Linked DNA regions of Mus musculus: region 2 is linked to region 1. A link is a contact called in public HiChIP or PLAC-seq data. All regions are on one chromosome and are shown on one strand. Each heading gives the region's core, a stretch centred on a gene start, on an enhancer-like site or on the middle of the called end of the contact. The rest is flanking DNA. Distances are from core to core; before and after follow the strand shown.

What was found. HiChIP or PLAC-seq counts read pairs in DNA pulled down with a chosen protein or histone mark.
Region 2: a contact with region 1 is called in an H3K27ac HiChIP or PLAC-seq map of T-cell acute lymphoblastic leukemia, with 5 times the contacts expected there. The contact joins the enhancer-like site here to the promoter of Prcd in region 1. A contact is called at or near these places in 4 of 39 promoter capture datasets (cranial neural crest, embryonic stem cells and stem cell-derived epiblast-like cells), 2 of 15 datasets of contacts at CTCF or cohesin (embryonic stem cells and large pre-B cells), 18 of 484 Hi-C or Micro-C datasets (B cells, the BV-2 cell line, the G1E-ER4 cell line and 10 more), 12 of 115 datasets of contacts at active chromatin or transcription factors (T-cell acute lymphoblastic leukemia, bone marrow-derived macrophages, embryonic basal ganglia and 8 more) and 2 of 9 other capture datasets (adipose tissue and embryonic stem cells).

What each region holds. Positions count from the first base shown.
Region 1 is chr11:116,655,251-116,658,965 of GRCm38.p6, reverse strand. It overlaps Prcd (photoreceptor disc component), which reads right to left and starts at 1,858. Exons shown (of 5, transcript NM_001163318.1): 1 at 1,659-1,858; 2 at 1,360-1,428. The coding sequence starts at 1,729.
Region 2 is chr11:117,029,639-117,033,353 of GRCm38.p6, reverse strand. No RefSeq gene overlaps it. Among named protein-coding and RNA genes, the nearest start is that of Gm11728, 9.0 kb to the left of the region's middle. Within about 2 kb of position 1,838, at least 45 of the 459 cell types and tissues checked have an H3K27ac peak or open chromatin away from gene starts, as enhancers often do. A contact at or near this core is called in the G1E-ER4 cell line, T-cell acute lymphoblastic leukemia and cerebral cortex, where this site is marked.

The DNA of each region.
Region 1 (3,715 bases), core at 609-3,108:
ATAAGCATGCATGTCCTGATAAGCCTATGGTTTTTGAGAATTACTGTATAAGAAAAGTTTGGGAGCTGGCACTAGTACAGCACCCCTTTAATTCCAGTGCACATGAGGCAGAGGTAGGCAGATCTTTGAGAGTTTGGAGCCAGCCTGGTCTGCATAGCAAGTTCCAGGCCAACCAGGGCAACATAGTGAGATCCTGTCTCAAAATAAATAAATAAATAAATAAATAAAAGAAAAAAGAGTAAATAAATAAATAAATAAACCGAAAAAAGAGTAAATAAATAAATAAATAAATAGAGAGAATGAAAAAGAGAAAGGTCTAGGGAAACATAAAGCACCCATCAAGTACTCAGCCGGGAGGACGGCTATGCAGCCAGGACCAGGACAGCTATGTAGCCAGGAGGACAGCTATGCAGCCGGGAGGACGGCCATGCAGACGGGAGTACCACTATGCAGCCCAGAGTACAGCTAGCACGAGTTCCCAGTTCCACTGTGCTTCCGCAGCTGTGCAGCTGTTGTCCACAACTCCAGCTTTAGGGGGCATGGTATGTGTTTACCCGCCCACACTGACTTGAGCCAAGTTAGTAAGGACACCCTCCTCCTGTGGGCCCCAAATCCTGAAGGCCCGGGAGATCTTTTTTGCCCTTTGTTTTCACTAAAAGTGAGAGTTGATCTTGGGATCCTGCCCATGCTAGGGAGTCCACGGGACATAACCTTACACATAGGTACTAAATTGACACTTTTGTAGTGTCTTGACGGGCGTGGAGACTCTGGAAAACCAGGGAAGGAAAAGTCAGGAAGAATGCACAACTTTGCCTCCCCAAAGGCCACATGGCTGCAACCTAAGGAAGAGTTAACTTTCAGGCCATTGGAGACAGCGTCCTGCCCGCAGGGGCAGCCCAGCCAATGACACTTAGTGTCGATGACGTCATGCACCTCCTGCGCCTTCTATTGGGGACTGGACAGCGAATCCTGCTGGAGGTTCAGGCAACGGAGCTGCAGAGCCCGTCCGTGGCAGAGGAAGGAGGAGGAGGAGGGCCAAGGACAAGAGAGCAGCAAATCGACCCAGAGTGGCTCCTGCCTCCTCCCTCTGCTCCCTGCTCCTCCAACAGAAGGTCCTCCTGGGGACTGCCCCACACTCACATCACAGAAGCAAAGCCACACAGCATTGGTTCAGAAAAGAGGAGCAAGGACTCCCTCTGCCACCTAACCTGCCCACTACACAAGGAGTGACTGGTGAGGGCTAGGGCTAGGGCTAGAACTCGGTATTTGAGTGCCTGTGCGCGCATGCGCACACAAACACAGGCGCACACACCAATAGTTTCCTTAGCACTACTTTCCCCACTCCTGACTCTCTTTCACCTGCCGGTAGATTGAAGGTCTGTGTCTGAGCCGCTGCCCACGACTGTCCCGTCCACTCTGCTGGGCTCTCTGGAAGGGAAGAGCAGGCAAGAGAACCTGTAGGCAGTGCTCAGCCCCTGCCCCACCCCTTTACCACAGTCCAGCAGCACAGCACTGGCTGCTCCAACCCACACCACTAGCTCCAAGAGGGACCCCTCCAGGGTGTCCTTTGAATTCCTTTCCAGACCAGCTTGTCTGTAACTCTCCCTGGTGGTCCCTCCCACCCACGACCCCAATCCACAGCCCCATCAGTTTCTCACGGTTCCACTCGGTTGGTAAATCTACGGCGCCACAGCATGGCCAAGCTGAACAGGAAGAGGGTGGTGCACATGGCTCAGCTGCCCCATCCCCACCGACGACCAACTCCGCTGAAGAAGGCCACAGGGCCGGGGAGCCACAATGGCCAGCCTACCTCTCCCAAGCCACCGCTGTGTTTCCTGAAGTTCCTGGGAAGGGATTAGGACGTTCAAGCTGATTAGTGGAGTGGGCAGACCTGACCTTGTGAAGAGAGATTAAACTCACCAGGCCCAAGATCTCCCCTCTAGTGGCAGAGTAAGTCAGCCTCCTTCAAGGCATGCCAGGTAACCCTGAGTGCCCCTCCAGAATGTTCTACCCAGAACATTCACTACTATCCGGGCTTTGGCATCAAGGCACGTAGTGCAATCGAGCTAAGTGAGCTACTTCCATACACTGTTAAATGTACCTGCAGAGCACTTGAGGACTTAGAAGCATCAAGGATAGCTTCAAAGAGGATCTGGGGCCTTGGCCCGGTGACAAAGACCTGTAAGCCACTGGGGAGGGGAGGAGCACCTCAAGTTCAAAGCCTGGCTGAGCTCCAGAGAGCTCTGAGGCCAGCCTGGGAAACCTAATGAGAGTGTCTCAAAGAGCTCTGAGGCGATAACTCTGTAGCAGAGTACTTGCCTGGGGTTCCAAGGCCCTAAGTTCAGTCTCCCATACGGGAGAGAAAGAGTGAGCTATCACAGGAGGTGTCTGAACGTGCAGGTGCCAGAGAAGGACGGGCCCTCAGCCAACTCTGCCGGGCTGCTGACATGAAAGCTTGCCAGTCTTCAGGGACCGAGGCTGCGAGGCAGGGGAGTTGCACTGTCGCAGCCAAGGCAGGAGAGAATGGCAGAGAGGAGAAGAGATGGATGATGGGACCAGGAGGACCAGAGAGTAGAGCGTGTGTGTGTGTGTGTGTGTGTGTGTGTGTGTGTGTGTGTGAGTGTGTGTGTGTGTGTGCTCGAGCACGTGTGTGCGTGTGTGTGAGAGTATGTGCATGTGTGTGAGAGTGTGTGCGTGCACATGTGTGTGTGCGTGTGTGTGTGCGTGTGTGTGTGTGTGTGTGTGTGTGTGTGTGTGCATGCGTGCGCGTGCACCAGGCCTCCCCTGCACCTTCTGAGCTTTCCTAATTACACTCCCTTTGCAGTAAAAGGCAGAGTCGAGGTGTGCACACAGACAGAACTATAAATTCTATCTTATATAACAATCTTATGTAATTTAGATACAAATTATAAGCTTATCAATTATATACTAGACTACTGTACCAATATAATCCTATGTTATGGAGATACAACAGTCAGAGGAGAAGTTGAGAATCGATAGAAATACTCTTTGCACATCCCACCTGGACCTCCTGGGCAACTAGCTGCCTTGGGCAGTAGGGCTTGAGTCAGCAACACAGGGCTGAGACAAGGGCTGAGTGATGCTGGGACCTAAACCCACCTGGGCCATCACCTCTCCAGGACCTTCAGTTTTCCTTCCTAAACAAGGTGGGAGGTAATGTCTCCTGGCCAGGAGTAACATCAGACACCCCAACCCTGAGCTCCAGGGAGCAGCCTGCTGGGCCTATAAAGGTTCTTGTTAACCCTCTGTGACTGAACCTTCAAGTCTGTGTTTTTTAAATTTAAAATTTTTTTGTTATTAGTGTGTGTGTGTGTGTGTGTGTGTGTGTGTGTGTGTGTGTGTGTGTGTGTGTGAGAAAGGACAGCTTGTAAGAGTCAATCTCGGGCTGGTGAGATGGCACAGTGGGTAAGAGCACCCGACTGCTCTTCTGAAGGTCCGGAGTTCAAATCCCAGCAACCACATGGTGGCTCACAACCATCCGTAACAAGATCTGACGCCCTCTTCTGGAGTGTCTGAAGACAGCTACAGTGTACTTACATATAAATAAATAAATCTTTAAAAAAAAAAAAAAAAAAGAGTCAATCTCTTCCTTCCACCCCGTGGGTCCTAGGGCCGGAACTCTTCAGATCATCAAGTTTTGTGAGGCAAATACCTTTAAAGATTTTAAATCAACAGGGACCCAAGCTGAAGAGGA
Region 2 (3,715 bases), core at 589-3,088, 370 kb before region 1:
AGAGGAAGTGTATCATGGGGGCGGGGGTGGGCCTTGAGATTTCAAAAGACCAGGCTCAGTGTGTCAGTCAGTCAGTCAGTCAGTCAGTCTGTCTGTCTGTCTCTCTGCCTACTTGTGGATCATATGCACTCTCTCAGCTGCTGCTCCAGCACCACGCCTCCCTGCTGCCATGTTCCCTTACCATGATGGTCATAGACTCAGTCTGTGAAACTGTAAGCAAGCCTCCAATTAAATGCCTTGTGTTATAAGTCACCTTGGTCATGGTGTGTCTCCACAGCAATATCATACTTACACGAGCAGGCTTTCCCCTCCACCCAGAACCTTTTGTTCCATTCATGTCCCCAACCTACTGAATGGTGTTACCACATGCAGGGTGGGTCCCTCCTTCAGTTACTCTCAAAACACATTCGCAGACCCAGTCTCCTGATCTGTCCTGCTGTCTTGGGTGAGGACGGTGTCTAAGTTTCTCGTTGCCTAGTGATGGCTGGTAGTGAGTCGATGCTTTGCCCTGGAGCACAGTAGTTGAATATTGATTACCTGGGTGATTTGAGGATTCAGCTCACTGCGTATGTATATGTATATGTATATGTATATGTATATGTATATGTATATGTACATGTATATGTTCATATACCCTCAGGGAGTCCCAGATACTCAGGCTTCAAGCTTTGCTTTCAAAACCAGTCTGAATCAGCACCTCTGCAGCTGGCCAGCCACTCCAGGGCCAGGTTTCCGAGGGTGGGTCTCTGTCACGTTTGCCTAAGTACTGGTATGATTTCATTCACTAGCAGTTGGCTAACTCTGGGTGTTGAGGCCAGAGGCTCGGCCTTGAGCCTGTTACTATTGAGCAGTTGACTTCAGCAGAGCGTTCTGGGCTCGCCTCACTCTGTTGAGGTAGGGTTCTCTGGTTTGCTTTCTGTTGCTATGATAAACACCATGACCAAGAGTAACTTAGGGAAGGGAAAGGGTTACTTCAACTTGCACTTCTGGTCAGAGTCCTTCATTGAAGAAAGTCAGAACTGTAGCAGAACCCGTGCATGGACTCTGCTCACTGCCTGCTCACAGACCGATGCTCAGATAGCTAGCACAGCCCAGAACCACCTGCCTAAGGTTGTTGCCGCCCACAGTAGGCTGGACGATCCCATATCAGTCATCACTCAAGACAAACTGTTACAGACATGGCCACAGGCCAATCTGATTGAGGTAGTTAACTGATTGATGTCAAGTTGACAATAAAAACCTAGCCAAGATACAGGGTCTTATGTACCCCCAGGACACGGGGTCTTCTGTGTCCCCGACAGACCTAGAATTTATTGTGACAGTTGAGAATGACCTTGAAGTTTTGACCCTCCTGCCTCCACTTCCTAAGTGGAGATTGCAGCTATGCGTCGCCACATCTGTTTTATGAGGTGCTAGGAATAGAACCGAGGGCTTTGTGCGCAATAGACGAGCACTCTACTCACTGAGTCTAGCCTCTTTACTGTCATACTGAGTGGATGAAGGTGCTTATTTGCTAAGGATCCTGGGGAAAGCAGGGAAACAGGATTCTCACTCCTATAAAGCTACTCTGAGTCATGCTCTTCTTTAAGGAGGATCAGCAATGCTAGTCTGCTAGTTTTGCATCCAAAGAACAGCTCAGGAGAGAGCCAGTCTAGAAGCCTGGGCCCTCTTCTGGCCAACTGTCCTCCATCCTGGGATAAAGCCCGAGACCAAAACAACTCAGGGAGGCAGAGGGCTTAGTTCACCTTTCAGTTCATCCTGGAGGGAGATCCAGGCAGGAGCTGAAGCAGAGACCACAGAGCGGTGCTGCTTACTGGCTTGTCTCTATGGCTTGCTCAGTCAGCTTTTCTTCCACCACTCAGGACCATCTTCTGGGGATGGCACCGCCCACAAGGGGCTGGGCCCTCCCACATCAATCATTAATCAGGAAAACGCCCCACAGACTTGCCTATCAGATCATCTGGTAAAGGCATTTTTCTCAACTGAGGTTCCCTATTCCCAGATGAGCTTGCTTGTGTCAGCCTGATAAAAACCTAACTAGGACACCTCGATCCTCACTTAACAGACAACTCCACACTCAGTAAGGGCTCACACAACAGTGAGCCGTCCTTTCTCAGTGGCAGGGCTGGGCCAGAGAGACTTTGTTTAATCCTCTCTGGAGTAAAAGGAGCCGCAGCAATCCTCAAACTATAGGTGGGGTCTAGGCCTGCTCCTCACTGGACCCAGAGTTACTCAGGGAGCCCCCTGCTCACTGTGGCAGGCAGATCTGCAAGAGGCTGTGCCCAATTACTCAGCCCCCTGCCTGCTCTGTCACCATAGGCCCAAAGCCAAGCTTCCCATGGGTAGAGTAGACTGCTCACAGTGTGTACAGTAAAGAATTACAAAAGGATGGTTTAACTGCTCACACCCCAACCCCCAAGCGATGGTCTGTATTCTAGCTGGAGGCGTCTAAGGAGAAACATTGACAGAAGAGAAAGCTGATGATAGCTTGTGCTGCAGGAGCTGAGTTTGCACAGGCAGGATCTGCCTCTGTCCTTGTGGTCTTCCATGGTCCCCGAGGGTGGTGGAGGTAGGTGACTGAAGAAACCAGCAACTGCCAGCTGCCACAGGGGCAAGGGAACCCTGAAGTCAGAGGGTTACACCCACAGTTCTCTTAAGCTGAGCAGTTCTGCAGCATTCGAACTTCCCGTGTGAGTGTGAGTGAGTGAGTGTGTGTGTGTGTGTGTGTGTGTGTGATCTCTATTTATAGACTCCTGAGGAGGCAGGGATAAGGAAGGCTCCATCAGTACCAGGCAAGGAAGCAGAGGGATTGTCGAGCCTGTCAGAGATGCACCGGAGATGTAGTTGTGTTTGCACAGAAATCTCTGGTGCGTGATAAAAGCTAGAAAGAACAGAGAGACTGAAATTAAAATATGGGCTGGCTACTTGCAAAACACAATGTTTTGAGAGAGGTGGTAGCAGCTGTTTAAATTCCAGAGCATGGAATCGTGTGCTGTTCTGTCTTACTTACTGGCTGACTGTACGAGGCTCTGGTGGGAAACAGGATAACTGTATGCATACCAGGTTTGCAACTTGGTGCAAATAGCAGCTGATCCAGAGAGGGCTCAGGGATGGGCCTCAAGGAGGGGGAGGAGGTGACAATTAGCACCCTCGGCCCTGGGGCCCTGGCATGCTGACAACCCACAGCCCCTTCCCTGCCTTGCACCTGCCAAGATGCTATCTCTCTGAATGCAGGATCAGAGAGAATGGCTTTTGTGAGGTTAGAGAGAAGGACCCTACAGAGGGCTATTTTTAAGCCAAAAGGGATGTAGAAAGATATCCAGACTGACTGAGGCAAAAAGCAAGAAGAAGCAAGAGAGAAGTCAAATAAAAACCAGCAGAGCATCTTATCATAGCCTACCACCCCAGTAACAAACGCCCTGGAACTTTGAGGCTTGGTACAACAACCTTGTGTAATTATTTTGCTTGGTTCTTGGGATTTTGAGACAAACTCTCACTAATTAGCTGAGGCTAGCCTCAAACTTATGATCCTCTGCCTCGGCCTCCTGAGTATAGACAAGGCATGTGCTGCCATACCCAGCAAACAACTACACATCCCTTTTTGGAGGAAATGTGGGGAGGAGCATGCACCTATTGAGAGTTCCTTACTTAACTTGAAGCTGGACTAACTGGCCAGTGAGCTCCAGAGATTGCCGCTATCTCCACCTCCCCATTG